Regions from separate parts of the Hordeum vulgare genome. Here region 2 is linked to region 1. A link is a contact called in public Hi-C data. All regions are on one chromosome and are shown on one strand. Each heading gives the region's core, a stretch centred on a gene start, on an enhancer-like site or on the middle of the called end of the contact. The rest is flanking DNA. Distances are from core to core; before and after follow the strand shown.

Region 1 (5,879 bases), core at 1,477-3,976:
ACATTTATGCACATCAAAATGGTTTTGTTTAATGGGGGGGGGGGGGGGGGGGGGGGGGGGAACATCCTCCTGGGCTGGCTTTCCCTTGAAACAGCAAAAAGATGGGAAGCGATTCCAGGGACATGTCACTTTTGCTGACCATACTCACACTGCATATTTTCCTGCTAAAAAGAAATGAGCGTCTGCCAGTTCTTGAGCGACATGTTCCCAGCTGCTACTTCCTGCTTCATGAACCTGTGGCTGATCTTCTCTATAGTGGTAGATCAGCTTCAGTCACCTGTCTCTGATGTTAATGGAGTTCAAATCAACCGTGCCGATGTCAGGAGAAATGGAGGCTTATTAGAACAGAACAAAATGCAGAACTGCGCCACAAGACAGGTACGAAAGATTTGAGCCTGCATTTAGAATTGGAACACACATAACAAAACCAAATAACATCCAGAAGTAGCACATCTGCTGGGAACATGCTCGCAACAGACTATTATGAAATGGTAAGAATTGCTACAGCACACTGACCAAACATTCAGCAAGCCTTGTAACATAGCCATACAAGAAACTCTTTCTGGTATTCACCCAGACGAGCAGCCGCATGATTGCTGCAAGTTAAGTTGCTAACCAGCAGAAAATCAATATGAACTACGTTGAGCACGCCTTGCTATAACATAATGACTGACACCAAGCCTTGCAGCATAACTACACATGAAACTGTTTTTGCATTGAAAAAGATGAGCACACACATGACTGCTGCAGGTTAAGCTGCTAACCAGCAGAAAATCAATATGAACTACCAAAAATAGCTTCAAGTTTAAGATAAATCTGTCAAGCAAGCATCTTTTGAAGCAGGGAAAAAGCTACTAATAACCATAGACCTCCAACTCTGCCAGTCCCTGCAGCACCAAGCCCACAAGAATAATGAATCATCTTCAAGCATATCAACAAGAGGAAAACAAAATGGCCAACAGTCAAGCCCGTAACGACAGATGACAGATCAAGATGTACCTTTGTCGTGAATACTACAAAGTATGCAATTTCACTTGAAGAAAAATGTGCCATACTACAATTTCACAAGAGCCTTCCCTAAACGCATAATAACAACTACATAGCATTTCGCAAAAGAGTAAATGAGGAAAATTCTCACGGTGGATATCCTCCATCCACTTTACTGAATGATGTTATTGATGACACCTGCACCGACTGTCTTGCCGCCTTCACGGATGGCAAACCTCATTCCCTGCTCACAAGCCACAGGCTGGATGAGCTCCACAACCATCTTGATACGGTCACCCGGCATGCACATCTTGGCCTCCTCATCCTTGTCATTCATAATGTTTGTCACGTTCCCCGTGACATCAGTAGTCCGCATGTAGAACTGCGGACGGTAACCAGGGAAAAATGGGGAGTGCCGGCCACCCTCCTCCTTCTTGAGCACATACACAACTGCCTCAAACTTGGTGTGTGGCGTGATGGAACCCGGCTTTGCCAACACCATGCCTCTCTCAATGTCTTCCTTCTGCATACCACGGAGCAGCAGGCCAACATTGTCCCCAGCAATGGCATCATCCATGGTCTTCTGGAACATCTCAACACCAGTGACCGTGGCATTGCGGGTCTCCCTGATGCCGACGAGGTCGACTGGGTCCCCAACCTTGACGGTGCCACGCTCGATACGGCCAGTGGCAACTGTACCACGACCGGTGATGGAGAAGACATCCTCAACAGCGAGCAAGAAGGGCAGGTCTGTCTGCCTCTGCGGTACAGGGATATGGGTGTCCACGGAGTCAATCAAGGAGAAGATGCCATCCACCCACTCATTATCCCCACGCTTGAGGCCAGGGGTGGCCATGAGGGCCTCGAGCGCTCTGAGTGCAGAGCCGGAGACGATTGGCACATTGTCACCATCGTACTCATAGGCCGTGAGCAGCTCACGGACCTCGAGATCGACGAGCTCAAGCAGCTCCTCGTCGTCGACCTGGTCCTTCTTGTTGAGGAAAACAACAATGCTGGGGACACCGACCTGCTTAGCGAGAAGGATGTGCTCCTTGGTCTGCGGCATGGGGCCGTCGGCGCCGGAGACGACGAGGATGGCGCCGTCCATCTGGGCAGCCCCGGTAATCATGTTCTTGACGTAGTCGGCGTGGCCGGGGCAGTCGACGTGCGCGTAGTGGCGCGTCTCCGTCTCGTACTCGACGGTGGCGGTATTGATGGTGATACCACGGGCGCGCTCCTCGGGGGCGGCGTCGATCTCGTCGTACTTCTTGGGCGCGCTGCCCCCGACGGAGGCGAGCACCATGGTGAGCGCGGCCGTGAGGGTGGTCTTGCCGTGGTCGACGTGGCCGATGGTGCCGATGTTGACGTGTGGCTTGTTCCGCTCGAACTTTCCCCTGGCGGCGCGCACCACGAGCAGCCCCGGGCGCCTGCCGGAGCTCCCCGCCGCCGCAGTGGCGCGGCGTGACCGCGCGGGCGCGGAGAAGCCGAGGGAGGTGGAGAGCGGGAGGCGGGGCTTGGAGGAGGAGGTGGAGGGCGGGAAGAGGAGCGCCGTGGAGGCGGAGGCGGCGGCGAGGGAGGCCATGGGGGACGGCTTCTCTGGCGGGAGGGGGGAGCTAGCCGGTGGTGCTGCCGCGGGTGCGCGGGGTGGGGGAAGAGGAGAGGATGGGATGGATAGGGAGAGGGGGCGAGAGGGCGAAGGAAGAGGGGTTCGCTTATCTAGAGAAGAAGGGTGAGGATTGGATTTGGGGGATAAGGGGAGGGCCACGGATTAGGCGAGGGCGAGGGCCGAATCGTGAGGCGCTGGATGCATCGCGCCGTGTCTCGCCGCCGTGTCGGGGAACTCGGAACGCGAAATGGATGGAAATCTGGTCCTTTTGGGCCAGAATAATGGAATAGGGGTGCGGCCCAGGTTCCGCCTCGTCGCGCCGAATGCCAGCCTTGCCTTTCTGCCCTTCCGCCTCCACCTTCTCTTCGTTTTACGGGAAAACACAAAGGGTGCATATTTTCTGGAGGAGTCAGGAGTGACCCTGATTGTTTGCACTTTTTTCTGTAAGAAAGTGGTTGTTTACAATTAGGCACGTTTTAATTTTATTACGAATTCCAGTAAAGACACAGGAGCTTACGCACCATGGTATTTCATGGGTATCAAAAACTCAATGTATATATTTATCAAAAAGGCTTTCGTGCCATTTTATTTACTACCCTAAAAACGGCTGAAAGGACAGATCCAATCAATAATTAGATAATCAATGATCTAAATTCATCGTTAACGAAATCCTTCATTGACACCGTGAAGCCCCGCGAGCGGCCCACACCTCGTTTTTTTTCTTCGCGACCTAAACCGCTCAACCCCGCCTTCCCTCCCCGCACCCTCCGGCTCGCCCACCCGCTCAACCCCGCCTTCCCTCCCCGCACCCTCCGGCTCACCCACCCGCTCAACCCCGCTTGCCGCCTCCCCCTGCTCGCCCCGCCCGCCGCCTCCCTCCGCCCGCTCAGCCCCTCCTCCACCCGCCACCCGTCCACCCACTCGCTCGTCCCCTCCTGTCGCTCAGCCCCACCCCTCCCGCCGCTCTCTAGCAACAGCAGTGGGGCAGCAGCACGCCCCCGGCGCCCTAGGATGGGACTGCCGGCGCCGATGCCCCGGGATGGGACTGCCGCACCTCGGTCTTCGAGTTCCTCTACATCGTCGCACCACCCTGCCGCCTCTGGAGGTCCGTCATCCATACTAATATGGAGATTCACTACTTTGTTGCTTTAAATTATGTCAAATTAGGCCTGAACAATTGCTTCTGACTAGGCTCCAACCATACCATACCTATAGTGAGCCCCAGTTTGTTGCCTTTGAAGGTTTGTCACCCATAGTAATCTGAGGGGCTGAAATTCATCTAAATCGTTGACCATCTCACCAACACATGCGGCAACTTTTTTTGACTCATGAACTTTGAGGAACTATGGAACTATGTAGTTGTTCATACTATATTGATAACAAATACAAGTGTACAACATCTCATGTGCTACTGATTTCTATAATATCCAGGTTTAGCTAGGTTGTTGACAAATAGAAGATACATATACTAATAAAATTATTTGATGGTGATGGTTCTCTTTCCCTAACCTTTAGTATGTTGGAACTGTATGTGCCACTAGCATACTAAAGAACTCTCATGAATTTGAGTTTTGTAAAATACAAATGTGCATACACTACAGACTTTGGGCTGCTCCTCTATTGTTTTCTTGATGGTACTGTGATTGTTTAAAACGTTAGGGAAGTCTTATATTTAGCCAAAATATGTTTTGAGGGGTTAGTTTTGCTCCAGCTTCATTTATAATGTTAGGAATACTAATGAAAAGGTGGTTTGCACAAGTTGTTTTGTTGTTAAGAAAGAAATTGGTATTGGCTTGAGGCCTTTATGAATGTCTTTATTGTACTAAAGCAACTTGTATAAGGAAGTTATCTGCACTTTCGGAGCACATTGTCTAGACAATGCGTCTTAAGTCTGGCCAAATTGTATTTTGATACAGTTAAATTATATAGGGGCTTTTAGTTCTAAATTGATTTTACCATGTTGTAAAATTCTCATACTACACAGTTCTTAACACTGCATGTGTTTTCTTACTACAGGTTCCACTTGTTATCATGATGTAGCAATTATTAATGTTAATACTTAATTTGTGACGATCTATGGATCAGATTTTGACCCACACGAGTACTTGTAGAACAAGAATTGTACAATGATAATAGATGTCATTTGCATACGCAAAGAGTGATTAAATCTTTTGGTTGACTCCATAAGAATCAAGTAACTCTCCATAACTAAAATAAGGATAGTTTGCTTTTTTAAATCAATGGTTGGAGCTATGGTGCATGAGTAGCAGCTCAGCGAGCCTCAAGCATGGTGGCCCCCACATCATGAAGAATGCCATCTTGTTGGGGAACGTTGCATGGGAAACAAAAAATTTCCTACGCACACGAAGACCTATCATGGTGATGTTCATCTACGAGAGGAGATTAGATCCACATACCCTTATAGATCGCTCAGCGGGAAGCATTAAGAAACGCGGTTGATGTAGTGGTACAACTTCGTGATTCAAATCACCATCGTCCCATGATCCGTCCCACGACCCGTTCCGATCTAGCACCGAACGGACGACACCTCCGCGTTCAGCACACGTACAACTCGATGACGATCTCGGCCTTCTTGATCCAGCAAGAGAGATGGAGAAGTAGATGAGTTCTCCGGCAGCGTGATAGCGCGCCGGTGTTGGTGATGATCTATTCCTGCAGGGCTCCGCCCGAGCTCCGTAGAAATCTAATTTAGAGGAAGAACTACGAGGTGTAGGTTTGAGTTGCACGTGGCAAAGTTGTGTCTCAAACAACCCTAAACCTCTAGTATATATAGGAGGAGGGGAGAGGCAGCCTTGGGCAGCCTTGGCACACCAAGGAAACCCTCCTTGGGTCGGCCGAAGTGGGAGGGAGGAGTCCTTCTCCAATCTCACTTGGATTAGGACTCCTTCCTTATTTTCCCACCTCTTTTGGTTTTTCCGCTTTTTCCTCATGGGATTTCCTTGGATGACTTTGTCAGCCCATTATACCTTATTGTACATCCAATAAACCCACGTGGACCCATTGGAGCATGGTGGGCCCACCCAGTGGGCCCCCGGAACCCATTCGTCACTCCCGGTACACTGCGGGCAATGCCCGAAAACTTTCCGGAATCCAAACACCAACTTCCTATATATCAATCTTCGTTTCTAGACCATTCCGGAAACCCTCGTGGCGTCTGTGGTTGCAACTGAAAAGTAAATGAAGGCGGTAAATGATGAAGGTGTAAACAATGATGGTGATATGGACCGGAGTCACATGATGTTCACTAGTGATGTCTCTCTCCAAA
Region 2 (5,879 bases), core at 1,325-3,824, 910 kb before region 1:
TAAACTTGGCCCTCTCGTGAATTGTATTTTAATACCAATTAGATTGAATGACTTTGCAACAAATTCCTAGGAACTTTGTACAACAGGTCGAGGAGAAGTTCTCAAAAGATACAGATATCATCCTAGTATGCCAGAAGGGACTGAGGTAATTGCTTGTTAGCTCACTTTCTCAGTTTCTGATGTTGGATTTGTACCGCTTGTTAGCTCATTTTCTGAGTTTCTGATGCTGGACTTGTACTGCATGACACACTGACAACACATATTAATACCTTTTCACCTTGCTGGCCTTTGTGGAAGTAAATCATCTTGTGCTCTTTATAGAGTACTTTTTTTGTGTGCTATATTTGGACTCACCATGTGACAAAAAGGTGTCTACCGTTTTCCTGGACAGCAGCGCATACCACTTCTTAAACTTGAGTTTTGTGTGGTATGCTGCTCACGCACACAAGACACAAGATGCTATTTCAACAACCTAAATCTTGGACAAAATATCACAGTTTCAGTCCTTGTGCTGGAAAGCCACTACTTGCAGTGCTAGTAATTTAAGGTTGCAGATGCCCATCATATTGGTGCTACTGCTACATCTTGTAGTGTCCAACGTAGAACATGTGCGATTCAACGTCTGGTGTGGATTTTTGACTGTCGGTTTTGATATCCCCCAAACTTTTTGGCAGATCAATTGCTGCCGCAGAGCAACTTTACAATGGTGGCTTCGAAAATTTATTCTGGGTACAAGGAGGATTGGAAGCTGCTGAAGAGGAGGTAGGAGTCATCGTATGATCTGCTATTTTGGAGTTATATTAATTTCATGTTTTTTTTTTCTCTTTATAGGACTTTGAGCGGGAAGGTTCCCAACCATTCAAGCTTGCTGGTATTGGTGGGGTTTCTGAATTTTTTGGGTAAGTTCCAGGACCTCAACACCTATGATAATGTCAGTGTGACAGTGTTATTTTCCTCACCAAAATGTGTGCACCAAGGCCTTGTATTAAGGTTGAGGATTTTCCTGTGAGATACAAGCTATGAGCTTGCCACCAACCTAATAAGACTTGAGCGATCAGATTACAGTACACATGTAGATAAGCATGTGTACACATTAACACATGTAGATAAGACTTGAGCGATCAGATTAAGGTTGAGGTTTTCTAATCATTTCTGAGATGATAAAAAAATGTTTCAGCATTCCACAAAAGCATTCAGCATTGTTAGTGAATGACATCCACTAGGGTACTAATCCTGAATCTTTTTTGACAACTTGGTTTCAGCTGGACGGATCAGCAACGTGCACAGGCTGCAAAGGAAGGATGGGGATATCGGCTGCTCTTCACGGGCCGATTGGTAATTCGTTTAAAAAAATATGCGTGTACTCCTTAACTTTTGTCTGCAAAGGAAAGGTCTTTAACCATTCTTCTTCTTCTTCCTCGAACTACACAGGTTGGGGCAATTGTGCTAGCAGATGCTCTGTTCGTGGGTGCTCAAAGTATTGGCCCTCTACTTCAACAGTTACAGCCTCATTAACTGATCGATTCCGAGGAAGATGCTGTGGTGTTGAGGCTAACTTAAAGGCGGCATTTCTGCGTTCATCTTGAGAGAGACCCCAAACAAGTGCACGAGGAGACAATTGCCTGCCATGTTAGCACACAGAGACTAAATGCTGTCTTGTAGAAGTATCTAGTTATGACCTCTTATCGAAAAAAAAAATCTAGTTATGAACTAGAGCCTCATTTGGACTTGATGAGTTGCACAAATTCGGGCCAAACAGGATAATCTGATGATCTTCGTGGAATTGTTCAGTTGAAAATCCTGTTGGAAGATCATGAGTCTCAAAATAGCACATGTGTGGATGTGGAGAGGATATTTCCGTCCTGGCGGTTGGTTCCTTGTTCGGGTTTGTATTGGGGAATCTGATTATATGCCCTGGGGATTTAGGTGCCGAATATTCCTTTTTCATGACCTAACTCGGGTTAGAAACCCTAACCGGGGGTTGAGGTGCCGAATATCCCTTTTCCGTAACTCAACCAGGGTTAGAAGCCCGAACCGCAGTTATATGTTCCCAATTCTGCGAGTGCGTTCGGGAAGGTAGTCATTGAACGGTGGGCCTCCGTAGCTTCTGGTCCACATGTCAGTATCAGATGAGTAGCGCTGCCTGTCGTGAGTTTAATATATCCCTTTTTCATAACCCAACCAGTTCCGATAGACGAGCGTGGGGCTCATGGTTTTGGCCTTCGTTGTTTGATCTACCAAACCGAGACGGACACCGATCCATCTGACATCTGGGCCAAACCTGGATTTGGTCCCACGCGTCACTGGGAGTGGGCGGATAGCTTGGTAGCGAAACTGCGTGCACGAATCCGATCGGCAAAAGCACGGCGCAACGGAGGGAGGAACGAGCGGTCCACGCCCCTAGCGAGGGACGCGTCTACCACACCCACCGAAACTCTTACCCACGCCTCCGCTGGTATATGGCGGACGAGTGGGCCACGTAACTGGTCTGGCCCGCAAACCGAACATGGCCCGGACCCGTCAGCGGCACAGCCTGTAGGCGGGTTGCTCCCGGGCCCGTCACCGCGAGCCACCTAATCTCTTTCCCCTCTCGCCATAAACTGCGGGGCTTAGGGTTAGAGACGCACGCAATTCGTTCGTCTGTGACCAAAGCAATTGTCCCCGCCGCCGTCGTCTCGAGAGCTTCGTTCGGTAGAGGGTAGAATCGATCTAGCGATGGAGTGCCTTGCCGAGATGCCGCACGCGCCGCTCGACCGCCGCCCGCGCAAGCGGCAGCGCCTTGGCTGGGATGTCGGCCCCGAGATCCCTCAGGTATACCCCCCCGATCCGGACGCGCTTTTGCCCCTTTTACGTTGCAGATCTAGCGATGGAGTGGCTTGTTTGCGTTGATTACTACTAGTAGTTGCTGTGATGTCGATTTCAATCGTTTCGTCAGGTAGCATAATAATATGCAGATCTCCGGAAGTAGAGCCTCGTTTCTACTTAGATTCGAGTGCGTTTGCTATACTTTTCTCCAGTCTCCGTATTAGGGCGTGGGTTGGCCGAATGGTACTTTAATTTTCTTGATATTATTAATATATCATAGGTGTATATATTCCCTAGTTTCTCAATAATTTGCACGCCCTTTGGATCCGTTCATGAGGGTTTGCATGCTATTCTGTAAAAAAAAACGTAACGGACGAGGATCAAGTATGTTGTTTGCACTTATGTCGATGTGCTGTTGTTCATTATAATCTGTTGTGCTTAAGTAATGGATTGTTCCCTGAAGATTTGCATATGACTATGTCCAACCCTGTCAGATTCCTCCAGTTTTTGACCATGCAGATTTTTTGTAGCAATTGCAATATTTTACAGTCTGTAACGTAATTTATATCCTGAATTTGGTTGTTGCAAAATGGAATTTCTTTTACAAGCTTTCTCTGTTCCTAATCTTTCATAATTGTCTTCTGGTGCAGCTAAAAAAATTGTGTGGGGAAGAAGTCGCAAATGCAATTAGTGCTATGACGATGGGGCTTTCTTCAGGTGGCATTGTTTCCTCTCAGGAGGCCCAAGAGCTTTTTCGTTTTGCGACCCCTCCTCTGAGAGAAGATGACAAGGATGGGCACTATGTTTTTGCTGTGGGAGACAACCTCACATCTCGCTGTAATTACCTTATCACAAGCTTGTTTGTTTATTTCAGAACTGAATAGCGTTTTCCATATCTTTGTTCTTATGGATTGTATTTATGCTTGCAGATAGGATTAATGCAAAAATGGGTGAAGGTCAGTTCGGACAGCAGCCTTTACATCTGTTGATATATTGGAATTCTCAAGGCGTTTCTTGCACACTGCTCTTGTTGACGTCGGCAGGATATGCTCATAATTGATTGTGTTTGCAAATACATCAGGTACCTTTGGTCAGGTGTTGGAATGTTGGGACAGGGAACGGAAAGAAATGGTGGCTATTAAGATCATCAGAGGCATTAAGAAGTACAGGGATGCTGCAATGATAGAAATTGGCATGCTCGAGCAGCTTTGTAAATATGAAAAGAGCAGATCCAGGTGAGTCCTCAGTTTCACTTATCACAATTCCTGTTGTGTATATTGTGTTGTCTCGTCTGTGTGATTTACTTTGTTAAGATTGCCTGTATATAAGCTGGTCTATTTTGCAGTTGTGTTCAAATTCGGAACTGGTTTGACTATCGTAACCATATCTGTATTGTAAGTACATCATTAGATTATGGCAGAGTTATCAACTAACTACAAAGAGATAACCCTGAGCTTAAACATTGGTGAATTTGAATGAATGGTGGGCAGGTCTGTGAGAAGCTTGGACCAAGCTTATATGATTTTCTGCGGAAAAACAGTTACCGCTCATTCCCAGTTGCCATAGTTCGGGAGGTTGCCAAACAACTGTTGGAATGTCTAGCATGTGTGTGCACACTTCTGCTACCCCTTATACCTGCAGTAGTATGCTATTTTAGATCATTATTCCATTATTTTAGGGTGTCATCTGTTGATGACTGTTGTTTATTATTTGATCATCATCGCTAGGATTATCTAACGTGCTTTTGTCAAATATTTATCTTCTCTGTAATGTGTGTTGCAGTTATGCATGATTTGCGCCTCATTCACACTGATTTAAAGCCCGAGAACATTCTTCTTGTTTCTCCGGAGTACATTAAAGTTCCTGATTACAAAGTATACTTTATTCTTTTACTAACTTGGCCTTGCAGTTATAAATTATTCAACTTATTAGTTTATTGTGTATGCTGTCTGTGCTAATTCGTTGCTACTAACTGCTAGGTTTCATCCCGTTCACCAAAGGAGGGATCCTACTACAAACGTGTGCCCAAGTCCAGTTCAATAAAGGTTATTGATTTTGGCAGCACAACATATGACCAGCAGGACCAGACCTATGTAGTTTCTACTAGGCATTATCGGGCCCCGGAAGTTATCCTGGGTATCTTTCTTGTCCAGTGCAAAGGCTCTTCCCTTCAGCCAAATTTTGCGGTTGTAAGTTAATTTATATTTGCCATGGTGGATGTTGTTTAGGACTTGGATGGAGTTACCCATGTGATATCTGGAGCGTTGGTTGTATACTAGTTGAACTCTGCACGGTACGTCATTGGGGCTTACTCTCATCTGCTATCAAAATCACAAGGACAGAGTTTTTGAGTTACCAGAGGTACTGCAGGGAGAGGCGCTGTTTCAAACCCATGAAAATTTGGAGCATCTTGCTATGATGGAGAGGGTGCTCGGGCCGTTGCCATATCACATGCTCAAAAAGGCCGAGTATGTTGCTGTTCTTGATCCATACCAGTGTCTCAAGCTTTCAGCCATGAGAGAGGATTATTCAAACTATGTATTTTGTTGTTGTTCCTTTTGTGTAGTCGACATGGTGAGAAATATGTGAGAAAGGGCCGTTTAAACTGGCCTGAAGGATGTGCTTCACGGGAAAGCATGAAAGCTGTTATGAAGCTGCCCCGGCTTCAGGTATTATCCATATCCTGTTGTTCCAGTTCAAATTGATATCATTTTTAGATTTGTTTGGCTTATGATTTGGACTTATTTTATGCAAGCAGAATCTTGTGATGCAAAACATAGAACATTCTGCTGGGGACTTCATCAATCTTCTCCAAGGGCTGCTGAGCTATGATCCAGCAAGCCGCCTAACGGCCCAAGAGGCCCTTGAGCATCCATTCTTGATGGAGCGGAGTGAGCGACGAAGATGACGTGCTTGAGATCCTAGCATCTGCTATGTTTCTTGACTTGTCTTGTATGTTTAAGCTGTGGCTTCCATTTGTCATGGAATGAAGAGATATTCTGTTCTCTCTTCCATGGAATGGGAGTGCTAATTAAATTAGTTAGGACTTTGCCAGTAGTTTTTCTACCTGCATT

The links. Hi-C and Micro-C count contacts between places; a contact is called where the count stands out from the background.
Region 2: a contact with region 1 is called in a Hi-C map of seedling, with 6 times the contacts expected there. The contact joins the promoter of LOC123401228 here to the promoter of LOC123401530 in region 1. A contact is called at or near these places in 3 of 6 Hi-C or Micro-C datasets (leaf and seedling).

Annotation. Positions count from the first base shown.
Region 1 is chr6H:331,431,126-331,437,004 of MorexV3_pseudomolecules_assembly, reverse strand. It overlaps LOC123401530 (elongation factor Tu, chloroplastic), which reads right to left and starts at 2,726. Exons shown (of 1, transcript XM_045095358.1): 1 at 982-2,726. The coding sequence starts at 2,569. The coding sequence ends at 1,160.
Region 2 is chr6H:332,338,247-332,344,125 of MorexV3_pseudomolecules_assembly, reverse strand. It overlaps LOC123401228 (serine/threonine-protein kinase AFC2), which reads left to right and starts at 2,574. Exons shown (of 12, transcript XM_045094967.1): 1 at 2,574-2,811; 2 at 3,456-3,642; 3 at 3,735-3,761; 4 at 3,887-4,040; 5 at 4,151-4,199; 6 at 4,296-4,410; 7 at 4,588-4,679; 8 at 4,785-4,941; 9 at 5,034-5,098; 10 at 5,176-5,273; 11 at 5,372-5,474; 12 at 5,564-5,879. The coding sequence starts at 2,716. The coding sequence ends at 5,713. LOC123401229 (rhodanese-like domain-containing protein 11, chloroplastic) reads left to right here. Exons shown (of 10, transcript XM_045094969.1): 6 at 71-145; 7 at 675-762; 8 at 832-899; 9 at 1,263-1,335; 10 at 1,432-1,809. The coding sequence ends at 1,515.